Linked DNA regions of Gossypium hirsutum: region 2 is linked to region 1. A link is a contact called in public Hi-C data. All regions are on one chromosome and are shown on one strand. The core of a region is the stretch at or near the end of the contact, and the rest is flanking DNA. Distances in the headings are between cores, read along the strand shown. Region 1 has its middle 5.9 kb from the start of LOC107950427. Region 2 overlaps LOC107950422 (probable glucan 1,3-beta-glucosidase A).

The links. A called contact is a pair of places that touch in the nucleus more often than the background predicts.
Region 2: a Hi-C map of leaf shows a contact between it and region 1, with 5 times the contacts expected there. The contact joins two enhancer-like sites. A contact is called at or near these places in 10 of 34 Hi-C or Micro-C datasets (callus, hypocotyl, leaf and 2 more).

Annotation. Positions count from the first base shown.
Region 1 is chrD03:5,249,205-5,252,743 of Gossypium_hirsutum_v2.1, reverse strand. No RefSeq gene overlaps it. Among protein-coding and RNA genes, the nearest start is that of LOC107950427, 5.9 kb to the right of the region's middle. Within about 2 kb of position 2,108, at least 4 of the 9 cell types and tissues checked have an H3K27ac peak or open chromatin away from gene starts, as enhancers often do. A contact at or near this core is called in hypocotyl and leaf, where this site is marked.
Region 2 is chrD03:5,366,957-5,369,998 of Gossypium_hirsutum_v2.1, reverse strand. It overlaps LOC107950422 (probable glucan 1,3-beta-glucosidase A), which reads right to left. Exons shown (of 10, transcript XM_041089666.1): 10 at 2,787-3,042. The coding sequence ends at 2,959. Among protein-coding and RNA genes, the nearest start is that of LOC107950422, 5.7 kb to the right of the region's middle. Within about 2 kb of position 1,763, at least 8 of the 9 cell types and tissues checked have an H3K27ac peak or open chromatin away from gene starts, as enhancers often do. A contact at or near this core is called in hypocotyl and leaf, where this site is marked.

The DNA of each region.
Region 1 (3,539 bases), core at 859-3,358:
CGTTTCGAAGGTGAGTAACTAGAGACAATTAATCACAACATTAATACTTTTTGTCAATTGTACATAATTTTTATTGGTATAATATCAAATGTAACTCTCAAAGTTTACACATTTTGTCAATTTGGTCTTGATTTAACAAATTTAGCTTGTGACATTTACACATTTTGTCAGCGTGACTATTGATTAACAAATTTAGCCTGCAACATTTGCACAGAATATTTAAACATCAAGAGCTAAATTTGTGATTATACCAATAAAAATAATGTACAATTTGTGATTAATTGCCCTTAATTGCTCAATTTCAAAATTGACATGGATTAAATTACTTCAATTCTTTTCAAAAAGGATCATTTTACTCAATATTAAAATCGAAAAAGACTAGAAAATTCTTCTTATTTTTCTTTTTTATGCAATCTAGCAATTATTTTATTTTAGTTTTGGGCTGTTTTCAATGTCGGGCTTGGGAGCTGCCTCAATTTGCTTCATTGCTAATACAAAACTGGTTCCTACAATCACATCAAATATGCGAGGCACTCTGTGAGTATAAACAACTTTTTCTCCTTTGAATCCAATCTCAATAGCTAAAAAATTGCATGTTCAAAGCTTTGATTTCATCAGATATGTATAAGTATTTAATTAGTTTTTTCATATATTTAACATATCATAAAAGTCGATGCATGATATAAGTTATTGATTAAGAATGAAATATGACATATGAGTTAGAAAACAGTTGAAAGGTCAAAAACTCCGATCTTATGATCGCAAAAAAACAAAAACCTGGATCTTAATTAAACCCAACAGGGACTCCATTAAAACAAGTTCTTTTTTTTTCTGCGAATCAAACTGTTTGTGTTTTCTTTTTTCTTATTGTGAAATTCTATGATGTCATTGGACTGTTGGGAGTAATCAAGCATGAATTCATTGTCAATTATCAAATATTTAAAATCTAAATTTAGCTACCAAAGTGGGTTCACTTTTATCATTTGACATTAGTTACTTTGAAATTGAAAACACCATGAGACATTATTTATGTAATGATCTATATCCATATGTTTGCTTCTCTATGATAATTCATCTGTAATGTGATTTCTTAACATCTTCCTTAGAATCTGTTAGTTAGATATTGTATCTCGAGTTTAAGATGAAACATCTTGCAAAATGAAGGATAAACCATAAAAGCATTGAAGTTTGTACTTTGTGATACTCTTCGATTCTAAAGTTAGTGAGAGATTAATAATCATCGAGAGCAAAAAGAAATTTTAATAAAATAATATTAAAATGAAAGAGAGGATGGATAATAAAGGTGTAGCTAGATATTTTTGTAAAGATTTCAAGCTACCAAAGAGCTACCTTTGCATAAGGGTGCATGGGAGTAAGGTTGCCCATGCTTCTTAATTTAAGTTAGATATTTTTATATATTGTTGAGAGTGTTTGTTGGGTTAAGTGTCACATTTCACTTATATCAATTGAATATTCATGAAGTTAAAGACGTTAATTAATTTTTTTTTAAAACTAATATAATACATTTACTCTCTTTTTTAGTAAAGAAAAAAATTGTAATCACAACAAGAAAATTATAGAAATTGATATTTGAATTTCAAAATTAGAAATATATATTGTTTAGCCTTTTCCACTTAAGTAAGTAGAAATTCACTTTCCCAAACTTTATCAACTTAGCTTTTAGAGAGCACCCACAAAACATAAAAGAAAGCAAAAGAGGAAAAGCTGCCTACCATTAAGGGTACTCTACCCTCTTAATTTCTAAAAAGCTCATCCACCCATTCAACCTTTTCTTCCATCTTTGGCCCCTCATATTCCTTTTCCTTTTATTTTTAATTTTTTTCCCTGTTAGATTCTGTATACAGTTGTTCATATATAGCCCCTTTGGACTTTATAGGTAGCTATCCAAAGACAAAAAGACCTCTCTCTTTCCTACTACTCTCTAAAGTATGCAAAGAAAAAAAACCCAATTTTCAAGTGCCTCTTTCCTGTCACTTTTAGAACATCTTATTCAACTCGGTTATCTATCACAAAAGGCCATGTGGGTATGGTCGCATCTGAGTTTTGGGTTAATTCTCTTAGTTTTTTTGTTCATGACTATGTTGTTGCAAGGTTTGGTCGTGAGGGGGCCTTGTACAGGTGGTGGTTTTAGTGGTGAGCTGGTCATGAGTCTCAACGAATAGTTGTTTTACTGTATAAGACGGGTGATAGAGTCAAATGAGGTGTCTAATAAGAATATGATAGGATGTGACCATATCCTCCTAGAATGTGATTATATCGTAGGTAACTTCTTATAAAGTCTTTGTGATGCATGTGAGGGAACACCAATGTCGTGAGGGTTTTTGGGAGGTCACTAATGATATCATAATGATTTAAGTAGGAAAAAAAGACTTGCTTCTTTTGGATTAGTGGTTTTAGTGGTGAGTTGATCAAAGATCTCAATAAATAGATGTTTGTAGAGAGTCAAATGAAGTGTCTAATTAGGATGTGATAAGGTACGACCAGATCTTCTTAGAATGTGATTGACTATGTTGTAGGTAGTCGGTTGCAAGATCTTCATGATGCAAGTGATGGGATGTAAAGGATGCGAAGTTTGGGGGTCCCTAATGATATGCTAGTGGTTGAAGTAGAAAGACAAGACTCCCCTTCTTTTGGTGATGAGGAGAGCCTTGTATGAGCAATGGTTTTAGTGGTGAGCTGATCATGGATCTCAACAAATAATTATTTATAAAGTCAAATGAGGTATTCAATTAAGATGTAATAAGATGTAACTAAATTTTCTTAAAATGTAATTGACTATACTATAGATAGTCAATCATAAAGTCTTTACGATGCATGTGATGGGAGGCAGAGAATGTGATGGTAAGTTCCCCAAGCAAGTGAACCTTTGGCCGAGCGACTAAGTGATTAAGTTTGCAAGGGCAAACCAAAAAGGTGTCCCGTGCACAGTAGGAGAAAAGGCTAATTCGTTGTATCTGCTATTGTAAATCTTCAACATCCTGTTTACCAAACAAACATGAACCCTTTTTACAGGTTTCAAAATTAATTGAAAATAACCCAGAAACAAAAAAAAATGGAGATCATTGTAGGATCTTGTAAACCAGTAAAGATTATTTTTACCCATTCTTCAGTTCTAAAACAGTTTCACCTTGACATTGTTGCATATGCTTATAAGGTTGAGCTGTTTAGGGAGATAAGGTTGGGCAAAAACATGAGCAAGTAGATGCCCTCATTCTCATGTGTTCCTGTTTTGGATATGCACTGATAACTCAAATGACTCGTATGATTAGACTGCAAGTTATGGTCACTTGCACAAGTACCATATTCTCTTAAAGGGGCAAATTTAATCAATAGCACCAGTCATTTTTTTCCTCCCCCCTTTTTGTAACTTTCTTCAAAGGAGTCCTCATTACCCAAATCAAGAAGCTTTTCAACAACAGCTCCTAGTTGTCATAATGTCCATACATCAATGATGAGTGTACGAATCCCAACAAAATTCTCTGAAGTTTATTATTATTTTTTAACACCAGTCACCCACA
Region 2 (3,042 bases), core at 514-3,013, 120 kb before region 1:
TTCATTGATAATTCTATGAATTTATACAACTAGAAAATGGAATGAAATAACAACAATTATTTAAATTAGCAAAATAAAATAAATTCAAATTATAAATAACAAATAAAAGTGATAGACTAAAATTAAGTGAAGACTTCATCAATTATTCCAACTATTTAAATGAAACCCTCAAATTTGGGGTTGTGGAACAACATTTAATTTGGGAAGTTGAATGTGGTTCACTTCGAAAGTTTATGCCAAAGGGAAAGGGAACACTTGTTGGCAACAAGGTATGACTAAGGGGGAGATAAAGTTATGCCAAATGAACTGTGTTCATGAAATTAGATCATTCTCTAGAAAGTTAAATGGAAAAAATTCAATAGATGTTAAGTCACCCTTACAAAACTGGAAAACAGAAATGAGATTTTGTTGTATTGAAGCAACACATAATGTATTGTAAAGTTTAAAGGAAGATCGAACCGGTCAGACCATCGATTCGTAGTCCGACAATTTATTAATCTAATTGTAGGTTAAATCGGTCCAAAAATAAGAATAAAAAAATTTAATTTAATAAAATACTTAAAATATGCCTAATTAATATAACTGATAAATTGAAACATACCAAAAATAAAATTGTTTGGTTCCCAAACACTCAACTGAAAAATTTTAAAATTATCTCATAAGATAAAATACGAATTTTATTAATTTTAACAATTAAATGGCTGCTCTTAGTGGCATGTGTTGATTATTTTCTTTGTTTTGGTCTATGTTGTTTCGTTCTTCGTTGGCTTTGCTTTGAGAGTGGTGGTTCATGGAGGAAGGGATAGCAGCGTTGACTATAGATGAGGGTGAGGAGGAGCCATGGAAAATGAATACTGGAGATGAGAGTACGCCGATCTCGGTTGAATATAGTTTGGTTAGTTGTTTTCTGACAGCGAGTGTTATAAACTTCCAATCTATGAGGAATACTTTTGTTAACTTATGGCATCCGAATGGAGGGGTTACAATATTGGATCTGGGGGAGAAGCGGTTCCTCTTTTAAGTTCTATTACGAGGTTTGATAGAGCGATTGATGGGGGTCCTTGGACCTTTAAAAATCACCTCCTTGTTTTCCAGTGAAGGAAGGTGATGATCCTCAAAAACTCCTGCTCTTCTTTGTGAATTTTTGGGTACAAGTGCATGACTTGCCAAAGGGATTAATGTCCGAGCAAATGGTAACTCAATTCGGTAATTTTGTGGGGAGGTTCGTAAGTTATAATGCTAAAGCTAGTAGTAAGGGGTTTATACGTATCCGGGTAGCTATAGATGCTCCAAGTGCTGTTGAAGAGGAAAAAGAAGATTTTGCTGGCCTCAGGGTCTCAGGCATATGCTTGGTTTCTCTATGAGAGACTTACGCTTCTTTGTTTCTTGTGCGGGAGATTAGACCATGCAGAAAGTTTTTGTCATGTACGTGCAATATACATGGTAAGAAGGAATTACCGCTGGAGCAGGGTACATTTCTGAAAGCGCCGAGGAGGAGGTCATCGCCGGTTACCAGCCGTGGTTACGTGAAGAAGGTGATGTCTACGAAGAGCAAATTACGGGGGGATAAGGATGGAAAGGGAAAGATTATAGATGATTATTCTAAATCCAATCTCATAAATCAGTATAGCGCCAGGGATTAATTTGGCTGGCAATTATCAGATTGGTAAAGCATGGATTTCTTTTGCCCATATAAAGGAATGTGAGGATATGAGGCTGTTTGAATGAGGACAAGACCATTAATATTATGGACTGTAAGAAGAGGCCTAGGATGGGTGTTGAGAAAGGGACTAATGGGCTGGGCAATAACCAAGATGAATTAATGGTGGGTGAGACTATTATTGGTAATGGAAATTTTTATCGGTGGGATCCAATGGCCGGGCCTGCCGGCAGCCATGAAAATTTTAAGCTTAAACTGTCGAGGTCTCGGCAACCTCCGGGAAGTTCGTTCCCTTCAAGAGTTGATCCGTCATCATAGGCCGGATTTTATGTTTTTAGTAGAAACTTTAGTTTATGGTGGGCGGTTAATTGTTTCGGGGTGGATCGTTTAGGTAGAGGAGGTGGGCTCACAAAATGGTAGGATAACAGAGTTCATATTCGGGTGATTAATTATGCCTCAATTTATCAACGAAGCTTGTAAAGAGGTGGATGGCTTGAAATGGAGGCTGACTTGCTTTTTTGGGTTTTCGGAAAGAAGTAGTAGGAGGGAGTCATTGGAGTTACTGAAATCTTTGGTGTCGTTGGGAGGGGAGCGGTGGGTTGTGATTGGCGATTTTAATGATATAGCGAGCATGGAGGATAAGGAGGGGGGAAGCCGATCACCCACATTATTTAATTGATGGTTTTAGGAGAGCCTTGGATGACTGTGATCTTCGTGATGTGTGTTGGAGGGGTTATAGATTTACATGGGAGAGAGGTAGGGGCTCAGCAGCATGGGTGCAAAAGAAGTTGGATCGAGCAGTGGCTAATAGGAGTTGGTTCAATTGTTTCCCGAACTCAGAAGTGTTATCTGTGGTGGCTACGACATCGGACCATGCACCAATTATTTTGTAAACGGAGGTTAGCTTTGAGCAGTGGGGAAGGAAACGTTTCCGATTTGAAAACAAGTGGTTGGGGCATCAAGAGTTGTGACTAGTAGTCGGCATGGAGGGCAACGAACGTTATAGGTAGTAAATCACAGTGTCACGCGAAGCTGACGGAGTGGGGATTGACTATGGATCAGGTTTCATTATCAGAGGTGAAATGGTAATTATACGAGTCGTAATTATATGGCTCTCCGGGAAGAATTGAACAAGAGGTAATGACTTCTGGATATTTTCTACTCTAAAAATATTATTGGACTTGCACATTTGCCCAGAATGAATGCAATGACATGACTAATGAAGTAGCAAAGAGCTTAAGATAGGGTTTCTGAAAAAGGAAGACAGAAAACAAAAAGCCGCACTTGATCTTTCATCTTCAGCAGGTTCGTATCCAGTTCTCAACCAACTCCAATATTTGACACTGATAGAAGCAAATCGATGCGAGTAAGAGCCATCTTAG